3 separate regions of the Sus scrofa genome follow, and regions 2 and 3 are each linked to region 1. The links are chromatin contacts, called in public Hi-C and promoter capture Hi-C maps. All regions are on one chromosome and are shown on one strand. Each heading gives the region's core, a stretch centred on a gene start, on an enhancer-like site or on the middle of the called end of the contact. The rest is flanking DNA. Distances are from core to core; before and after follow the strand shown.

What was found. Promoter capture Hi-C pulls out the DNA fragments that hold promoters and counts their contacts. A called contact is a pair of places that touch in the nucleus more often than the background predicts.
Region 2: a contact with region 1 is called in a promoter capture Hi-C map of liver, with 7 times the contacts expected there. The contact joins the promoter of POP4 here to the promoter of LOC100522678 in region 1. A contact is called at or near these places in 1 of 5 promoter capture datasets (liver), 1 of 47 Hi-C or Micro-C datasets (subcutaneous adipose tissue) and 1 of 2 datasets of contacts at active chromatin or transcription factors (alveolar macrophages).
Region 3: a Hi-C map of skeletal muscle shows a contact between it and region 1, with 5 times the contacts expected there. The contact joins the promoter of C6H19orf12 here to the promoter of LOC100522678 in region 1. A contact is called at or near these places in 1 of 5 promoter capture datasets (liver), 4 of 47 Hi-C or Micro-C datasets (heart right ventricle, mesenteric adipose tissue, retroperitoneal adipose tissue and 1 more) and 1 of 2 datasets of contacts at active chromatin or transcription factors (alveolar macrophages).

The regions. Positions count from the first base shown.
Region 1 is chr6:39,372,569-39,375,268 of Sscrofa11.1, forward strand. LOC100522678 (cytochrome b-c1 complex subunit Rieske, mitochondrial) reads right to left here and starts at 1,308. Exons shown (of 2, transcript XM_003127002.4): 1 at 976-1,308. The coding sequence starts at 1,189.
Region 2 is chr6:39,733,209-39,735,908 of Sscrofa11.1, forward strand. POP4 (ribonuclease P protein subunit p29) reads left to right here and starts at 1,315. Exons shown (of 7, transcript XM_003127004.4): 1 at 1,315-1,562. The coding sequence starts at 1,556.
Region 3 is chr6:39,823,651-39,826,350 of Sscrofa11.1, forward strand. C6H19orf12 (protein C19orf12 homolog) reads right to left here and starts at 1,419. Exons shown (of 3, transcript XM_021094253.1): 1 at 1,294-1,419.

The sequences.
Region 1 (2,700 bases), core at 58-2,557:
TCGGGGAAAAAGGAATTGATATATTTATATGCATGTCTGATTCATTTTGCTGTAATCCTGAGATTAATGCAACACTATAAGTCAACCATACTCCAATAAATTTAAATTAACAAATAAAATTTAAAATATAGAGGATCTGAGGGGAAAAAAAAACAGATGGTTTGGTTTTAAGTTGAGCTCTAACATGTCCCAACTCAGGGATCTTCTCTGACCCAACTGCCCCTTTCCACAAACCACCTGTACAGGAGATTTTAATATGAATTTAAGCTTCAAAGCTGAAGGCAAGGCTACAGGAAAGAGCTCGGCCTTAAGTTTCTACAGTATTTACCAGTTCCTGGAAAAGTCAGGTAAGCCCCTGATTTTTAGAAGAAATTCTTTGCCATTTGACTAATTCCAAGATACTTTTCTCCTCTGTTACTGATATTTTTCCCTTCCCATGCTGTTTCTCAGCTCCAGTCCAAAAAATAACTGGCTTGGGCAATTGCTCTAAAACCCACTGGCGCCCCCTAAAAAAATTTGCCGCTTTATTCACTCACAAATATCTTGCACCAACTATATGGAAAATGTGGGAGATATAAATAATAAGTAAAGGAGATATTCTCTACACCTTGAAGCTCAAGGTCAGATGAATCACCAAAAGAGTAGAAAGTGTTATGTGCTATTAAACATAAAGAAATCAGCAAATAAAAATCTTATTTACCTAATCTTAAATTAAGATAGAAAGGATGGGTAAGACTTGGAAATATAGGAAACTGGGTGGGAAGAGCATTTAAAGTAAAGGGAATTGGGTGAATGAAGGCAGAAGAGGAAGGCCCAAGGTCGATCCATTCCGGCAAGGAACCTGATCCCGCAAACAAGGCTCCCCATCTTCCCGCAGACCCCCGCCCTCCTCGGCTGCTCCCTGGGTCCAAGGCTGGAGAGAGCGAGATAATAGGGACCCCTCAGCCCCTGGTCGCTCCCCTCTGCCTGGCTCACCATTGAGGCCTACGGAGGCAACCAAAGGCCGGCCCGCGGCCTGGCCACTCAGCGACTCTCGGCACAGGAAGGACCGCTTCGCGTCTAGCACTGGTGACTCCGAGGTGGCGGGCAGCGCGGCCTGCACCAGAGGCCGCAGCGCGCCCGCCACCCCGCGAGACGTGGCCGACAACACCGGCGCAAAAGGGCCCGAGCGGGAAGCGACAGACAACATGGCGACAGCAGCTCTGAAACCCAGGCGGGTCACCGGGACGACCTTCCGCCAGCGGCGCAGGCGCGTAGAGGGGCGAGAGGCGCGGGATCCGTGACGTCAGTGCGCCAGCAGAAGAGGAGCCCCGCCCCTCTACAGGGCGGGGCGATCCTGTAGAGACGCACGTTAGAGGCGGGCGAAGATGAGCTGGTAGAGGGGGTGTGGCCTCGCGTTAGTTTCAGGTGTCCAGCGGGCTAAGGCCGTGGATCTGCCCTAAGAAAAGGGACAAAGGAGGTCTCCAGGAGCGTCCCGTGGGCCGATTTTGCGTCTGTCAGGGTTTTTTATCTTTGGGGAACTAGGGAAAAGAATAAATTATCATAATAGTTTAAATAGGGATGATAATAGTAGTGAATATAAGTACTAATGTTTATGTATACATAAAATATGATTGAGTGTATGCATAAAACTCAGAGCAGAATCTAACATGTAGTAATTGCTATAATGATTATTAGCGTTATCTTACAACAAGCATAAAACTCAAAGCAGAATCTGACAGGTAGTAATTACTGTAATGATTATTATCGTTATCTAAAAAATAAATAAATACTTTTAAAAGTCTGGAGACCTACTGCAAAGCTTAGTAATATTGAGGATGGTGGTGGCTTATGTTTAGTAAATATTTACTATGTATTAGATATTGTGCTTTACCTTCATTCTTTCATTTATAATCAAGATCCCTATCTATATTTTACCAATGAGAAAACAGAGGTTTAGAAGGATGATGTGCCCAGGTGAAGCGAGCCAGCAAGCTGTGAAGTGAGAGAGTCTGTCTTCTGAGTCTGTGTTCTTAGCTACTGTCAGTTTCCCTAAGTGAGATTTTAGGGGATGCAGAAACAAGTCCCTAAATCATTTTCTATCCCATGGTAAGAATGTTACTCCCTTACTTCTCTTTACATCCTTCTGGTTACACCAAAGAGAAAGTCCCAGTTTGGTGTTAATATACCTTTAATTCTTCTCCAGACTTTCTAATCTCCCTTTTACAGAATAGCCCTTGGATTCAAAGCGATTAGGTAGTTGAATCTAGAGATTTTATAATAGTGTGTTTTCATGGTATTTATTTTCTAACCATACTGATATTCCAGTGACTGTAGTGAGATAAAGTTCGTTGTACATTTACTTAGGTCAAAGTGGGTTATTTAAATATTAAGTAAATATTGGAGTTCCCGTCATGGTGCAGTGATTAACAAATCGGACTAGGAACCACGAGGTTGAGGGTTCCATCCCTGCCCCTGCTCAGTGGGTTAACGATCCATCGTTGCCGTGAGCTGTGGTGTAGGTTGCAGACGCGGCTCGGATCCCGCATCGCTGTGGCTCTTGTGTAGGCCAGCAGCTACAATTCCAATTAGATCCCTAGCCTGGGAACCTTCATATGCCCCCGGAGCAGCCCTAGAAAAGGCAAAAAATAAGTAAATAAATCTATAAATATTAAGTAAATATTAATACAAGGATGCACAGATTTAGCAGAATTGTGTTGG
Region 2 (2,700 bases), core at 65-2,564, 360 kb after region 1:
GCAATTTCTCAAATTTAATCCCGTGGGCTCCTAAGTATTCTCAGACATCTGAAAATATGACATATTTTAGTTTTAATGCTCTGTTTCCATTTTGATAGTAATATACATAGAAGGTAAATGCTCAGTTCCAGGGCCTGTAGTCTTATGTTTAAGATCAAAATGACACAAGGTCACCACCCAAAGAAACTTAAATATTTCTCAAACTCAGGTGTGTGGACATACTCCCAGGATTCCCTGGGAAATTTTTTTTTTTTTCCTTTAAAAGGAGTTTATACTGTACTGAAAGTTGAGAACCACTGGCTTAGAATACATGGACCATATTGCTTTTATTTTTCATTATTTTTTTTCTTTTTGGCCATGCCAGTGGAATGCGTGGAATTTCCTGGGCCAGGGATCAAACTAGTGCCACAGCAGTATCCAGAGCCACAGCAGTGACAGTGGCCAAATCCTTAACCCACTGAGCCACCACAGAACCTCTCTGTATTGCTTTTCTCTCCAGAGCAGGGCCCTACCCAGGCCCAGCTCTCAGCAAAACTTAAGGTAGCTTCTAAGAGGCCTCCACCCAGGCCTTCTTGACACACTTCTTGAACCCAACCCCGGGGCAATGGGAATCAACTCCTTGCCTTCTAACTTTTTTTGTTCAACCTAAGGCCGGACCCGCGGCATAAGGAAGTTGTTCCAGGGCAAGGATTGAATCCCAGGCGCTCAGACCTGAGCCGTAGCCGTAGCAACAAAGGATCCTTTAACCCACTGCCCGGGGTGCCCGGGGGAATCTAACCGCTGGTCACTCTAGTCGGATTCTTAACCCATTGTCCAACGGCAGGAACTCCTCCTTGCCTTTCATCTTATTGACGGAAACTAATATGCCGAGCCTCTAGAAAACTCTGAGACCATCAAGTCCAACCCCACTAAGCAGAACGGGGAAAAGTGAGGCCCAGAGATGGGAAGTGCCTTAAGCGAGGTTGCACACCTAGCTAACAGCAGACAGAATAAGAACCTAAGCCTTCTATCCTTCAGTGCCTCAGATGGTCTGTAGAGAGCACTCACCAGGGACCGCAGAGACTCATTTCCTCCATCACCACCCCCCGCCCCGCCCCAACCCGTTTCCACCCACCCCGGGGGCCCAACCTCCCTCGAGTCCTCTCCAAGTCGACCCGCCTCTCTCTACTCCAGGCTTTCATAAGCATGTCACACCCCAACTCCAACCCTACTGCCTCTGGCCTTCCCTCGCCTAGAAAACACACGAACTGAAAAGAGCCCCACGGCGCTTTGTGCGGCGGAGTCCGCCCCAAGGCGCATGCGCCAACCTAGGTCGGCGCGCGTCGGTGACGTCACAGGGGCGCCAACCTCGAGTTTGGGGCAGCGACTCCAGCTAAAAGTAGGAGCGTGTTGGTATCAATGTAGCATACCGCGCGACTTCAGACACAGGAAACCTCTCCGCCACAAACTTTGGCGAGAGGCTTGGTAGTCGAGGCTGCTGAAGAAAGTAGAGGGAGGTAAAGAGGGAGCGACGCTGAAGGAGACGTCAGAAAAGCGCACCGGAAGCGGTCCGAGAATGAAGAGTAAGCCAGGTTGAGGGCCACGACTTTGGAGAGGGGTGGAGTGAGGTGTAAAGAGTCGGAGACTAGATGTGGGTGCTGGTGGAACTGTTGTGGGAATTATCCCTCCTTAACATAAATAAAACTAAGGCACGGGAGTCCCAGTGTGCCTGGCTCAGTCTCTGAGCTAGGGATTGATGGCAGAGCTGGAAGCAGGTTAATCTCGGGGGCGCTGCCAGTCGTGTGTGGTGCTAGAGGAGGGCCCAAGGCCCTGGCCGAACTTGGCCAGTACCTCCCTGGGTGGCCTGGTCAAGGCCCTGCTCCTCTCTGCAACCCTGTTTACCTTTGTGTAAGGTACTGATGAAGGTGCCTGCCCAGCCTGATGTTATGTGAGGGACTCTTCCCTAGTGTAAAGCTCAGGGAGCGTGCTGGGGAACGATATCACTAAACCAAAGCTTTGGGAGTTGAGCAGAGAAGAGGTGTGCCAAGGAGAGGAGCAAGCACCCAGGACAGTTATAGGCAGGGGAGTGACACCTTTAAAACTGGATTTTGAGGGCCACCTCTCTCACTTCCTATGTATGTGATCCAGTGTCTCAGCGTATCTGAACTTCAGTTTTCTTAGTATAGAATAGGAATAATAGCTCCTTTAAAGGATTGTTCAGAAAGTGTAATGAGATAAAATGTATGTAGCTTTAAATCAGGGGCATGGCAAGTAATGAGGGGTCACTAACTGTTAGATATCTATTGTTACAGAAAGGAAAAAAAAAAAAAAGACTTCCACGTCTAATGCTAGGAACCTATGACAAGCACAAAGTCATTCCGGGGGTTCCAGGCCCTGCAGATAGGTTTTAATCCCTATCTTCCATTGGAGGGAGAACCAGACTGTGTATATAAAACTTGTAACCCCTTTGGCTTGCTTGGTCCAATGTACCTGAGAAGCACAAAGAGAGCTGGGGCAGAATTTACAGAGTCTAGTATGAACCAGACTTTCTAATCTTTTGGCCCTTAAACCAGGTCTTTGTCTCATTTTTATTCCGTTCACACCCATATTCTGTCCTCAGTGTGTGGTTTTCTTCTTCAGACAAATTAAGAACCAGGAGGGAGTTCCCACCTTGGCTCAGTGGTTAACGAATCTGACTAGGAACCATGAGGTTTCAGGTTC
Region 3 (2,700 bases), core at 169-2,668, 450 kb after region 1:
CGTTGCCATGTGCCGTGGTGTAGGTCGCAGACATGGCTCATGTCCCACATAGCTGTGGCTGTGTTGCTGTGGATGTGGTGCAGGCAAGCTGCTACAGCTCCAAGTCGACCCCTCACCAGGGAACTGCCATATGCCACAGGTGTGGCCCTAAAAAGACAAAAAGAAAAGAAGAGCAAAGCCTCTTAAGAATCAGAATGATCCGACTCACCTGGAATCCTCACTACTTTCTACCTCGCTGGTGAAATTTACTAAGCCTCACCGTGCCCACTCACTGGCTCCTACCAACTGGACCTTCCCACCTCTCTACGCCCAGTGCAAAGGTCACAGGCGGATCCCATCAGTAAGCATTGTCAGATTAGCCCACAGACTTTAAAAAATGAATTAGTTGCCAGAATTTTAAAATCAAGACATTTCACATACACCTCCGATTTTCAATTTCTGCTGAAAAGTCAAAAGAGCCAGCCACACTGGGCCCACCTCCTGCAGCAACCCAGGCCAGAGCTGAGCAGGGTGCTAGCAGCGCACACTCACCTCCCTACATGGCCCATGAACAGGTGGCTTCAAAACTTTCAAAAGATTCCTATTTCTTTTCCTTTTTTTTGTGGGGGGGGGGCTCTTTTTAGGTCCACAAGCAGGGTAAAGGGAGGTTCCCAGGCTAGGGATCCAATCGTGGCTGTAGCTGCAGGCCTGCACCATAGCCACAGCAACACAGGATCTGAGCGGTGTCTGCAGCCTACACCACAACTCACAGCAATGCCAGATCCTTAACCCACTGAGCGAGGCCAGGGATCGAACCTGAGTCCTCATGGATCCTAGTCAGATTCGTTTCCGCTGAGCCATGATGGCAACGCCTCCTACTTCCTTTTTTAAAGGTGAAATAAGCTATCAGTCCCCACAAAACTAACACCCCCCAACCCTGCGCCGCCCCCTGGCCCCCCAATCTGTTACTTCCCTTTCAGATCCTCTCTAAACCAGCGGGGAAGGTCATGGTGGTTCGGCCTGACGTGTATCACACCCACCATACGCGCACCGAGTTCCTGCAGGGAGATCTCACACACACACACAGACGCACACGCGCACACGCGCGCGCGCATTCCTGCAGCAGGTGACACGCACACACGCGTTCCTGCGGCAGGTGACACACACCCTTCCCTGCCTCCGTGTCTTCTTCACATGGAAAATGAAAGCACTAACAGCGTCCGTCCCGGCGCGGAAGAGCCAGGCCCGGGTCTAGCCGGCGCCCCAGCCGCGCCGGGTACCCCCTGGCTCCGGCGGCCCCGCAAGGCCCTTTACCTGCGGAGGCGGCGCTGCGAGGTCACAGGGCGACGGGCGCGGGGACACCAGCCGCCCCGCCCGGCGCGCAGGCCCCGCCCTCCCGCCTTCCGGCTCGGCCGCGCCGGGCCTTCCGGGCACCACCCACCCGCCCCGCCGTCACCGTCGCCGCGCTGCCGGCCCCGCCCGGCTGGGGCATCTGGAGCCAGGTCCCTGGGTCCGCGCACCCTGCCCTTCACCCGGCCGACACCCGGTTTAGGTGGCGGGGGTGCGGGGGGGGGTCCCCTGGACCTTGCTCAAGCGCGGGGTCCTCTCGGGAGAGCCTCTCTCGGACCCGGCGACCCTCTCTCTCCCCGCAAGTCGGGGCGCGGGAGAGAGAACGGAGGCCTTGGCAAGGAAAGTTGCTGAATTAATATTCGGCGAATGTGTGGGACAGAGTCAAACATGGGCGGCCCGAGTGCCGGCCTCTGGGTCTTGGGGTTTGAAAGAGCCAAGCGCCGCCTTGGCTTCTAGGATTTCAAGGGAAGAGGAGGTCCTGCTTCGGGGCAAAGCTGCAGCTGAGGACCCCGCCTCTCGGGAGGGTGCAAAGGGCAAGAAGGCGGAGTAACAAAAGGGCCAGGGGACACTTAGAGGGGCTAATGGAGACGCCATTCCTCCATCTCCCTTGCCCCCCAACAAGTGCTGGCTGGCCTCGAACCATCTCAAATCTGAAACACTTCTGGGCAGCTTTCCATGGACTATCTCACGTAATTCTGACAGCCACCCTGCAAGGTAGCGGTGGTTGCCATTGCCATAAATAATACTGACAAGAGCGGGGAGGCACCCAGGTGCAGAGAGGAAGGTCTACCCAAGGCCACCATGGTAGGGAGTGTCAGAGTCCAGACTCCAGCCTGGTTCCACCTGGCTCAAAGCCCTTGCTTGTAACCAGCACTGTGCCTCGCTTTCCAGGGTGCTGTGGGCACCAGAGGGTGGGCTTCTTTCATATTACCAGAACAATTTTCTTACTTCTTTTTTTAATGGGAAAGTACTTTGGGTATCTTCGTGCCTGAAATACAGATCTATATCTATCTAAATACAGATAGATATCTCACTTTACTTATGATTGACATTTTAAAAAAAAAGGGTTGTACTTGGGAGTTCCCATTATGGCTCAGGGGGTTAAGAATGTGACTAGTATCCATGAGGATGTGGGTTCAATCCCTGGCTTCGCTCATTGAGTTAAGGATCCAGCATTGCCACAAGCTGCAGTGTATGTAGGCTGCAGACAGGGCTGGGATCTTGTGTTGCTGTAGCTGTGGTGTAGGCTGGCAGCTGCAGCTCCACTTCGACCCCTAGCCTGGGAACTTCCATACGCTCTAGGTGCTGCTCTAAAAAGAAAAAAGAAAAAATTCTGTACCAATTTAATGTATACAACTTGATGAGTTTAGG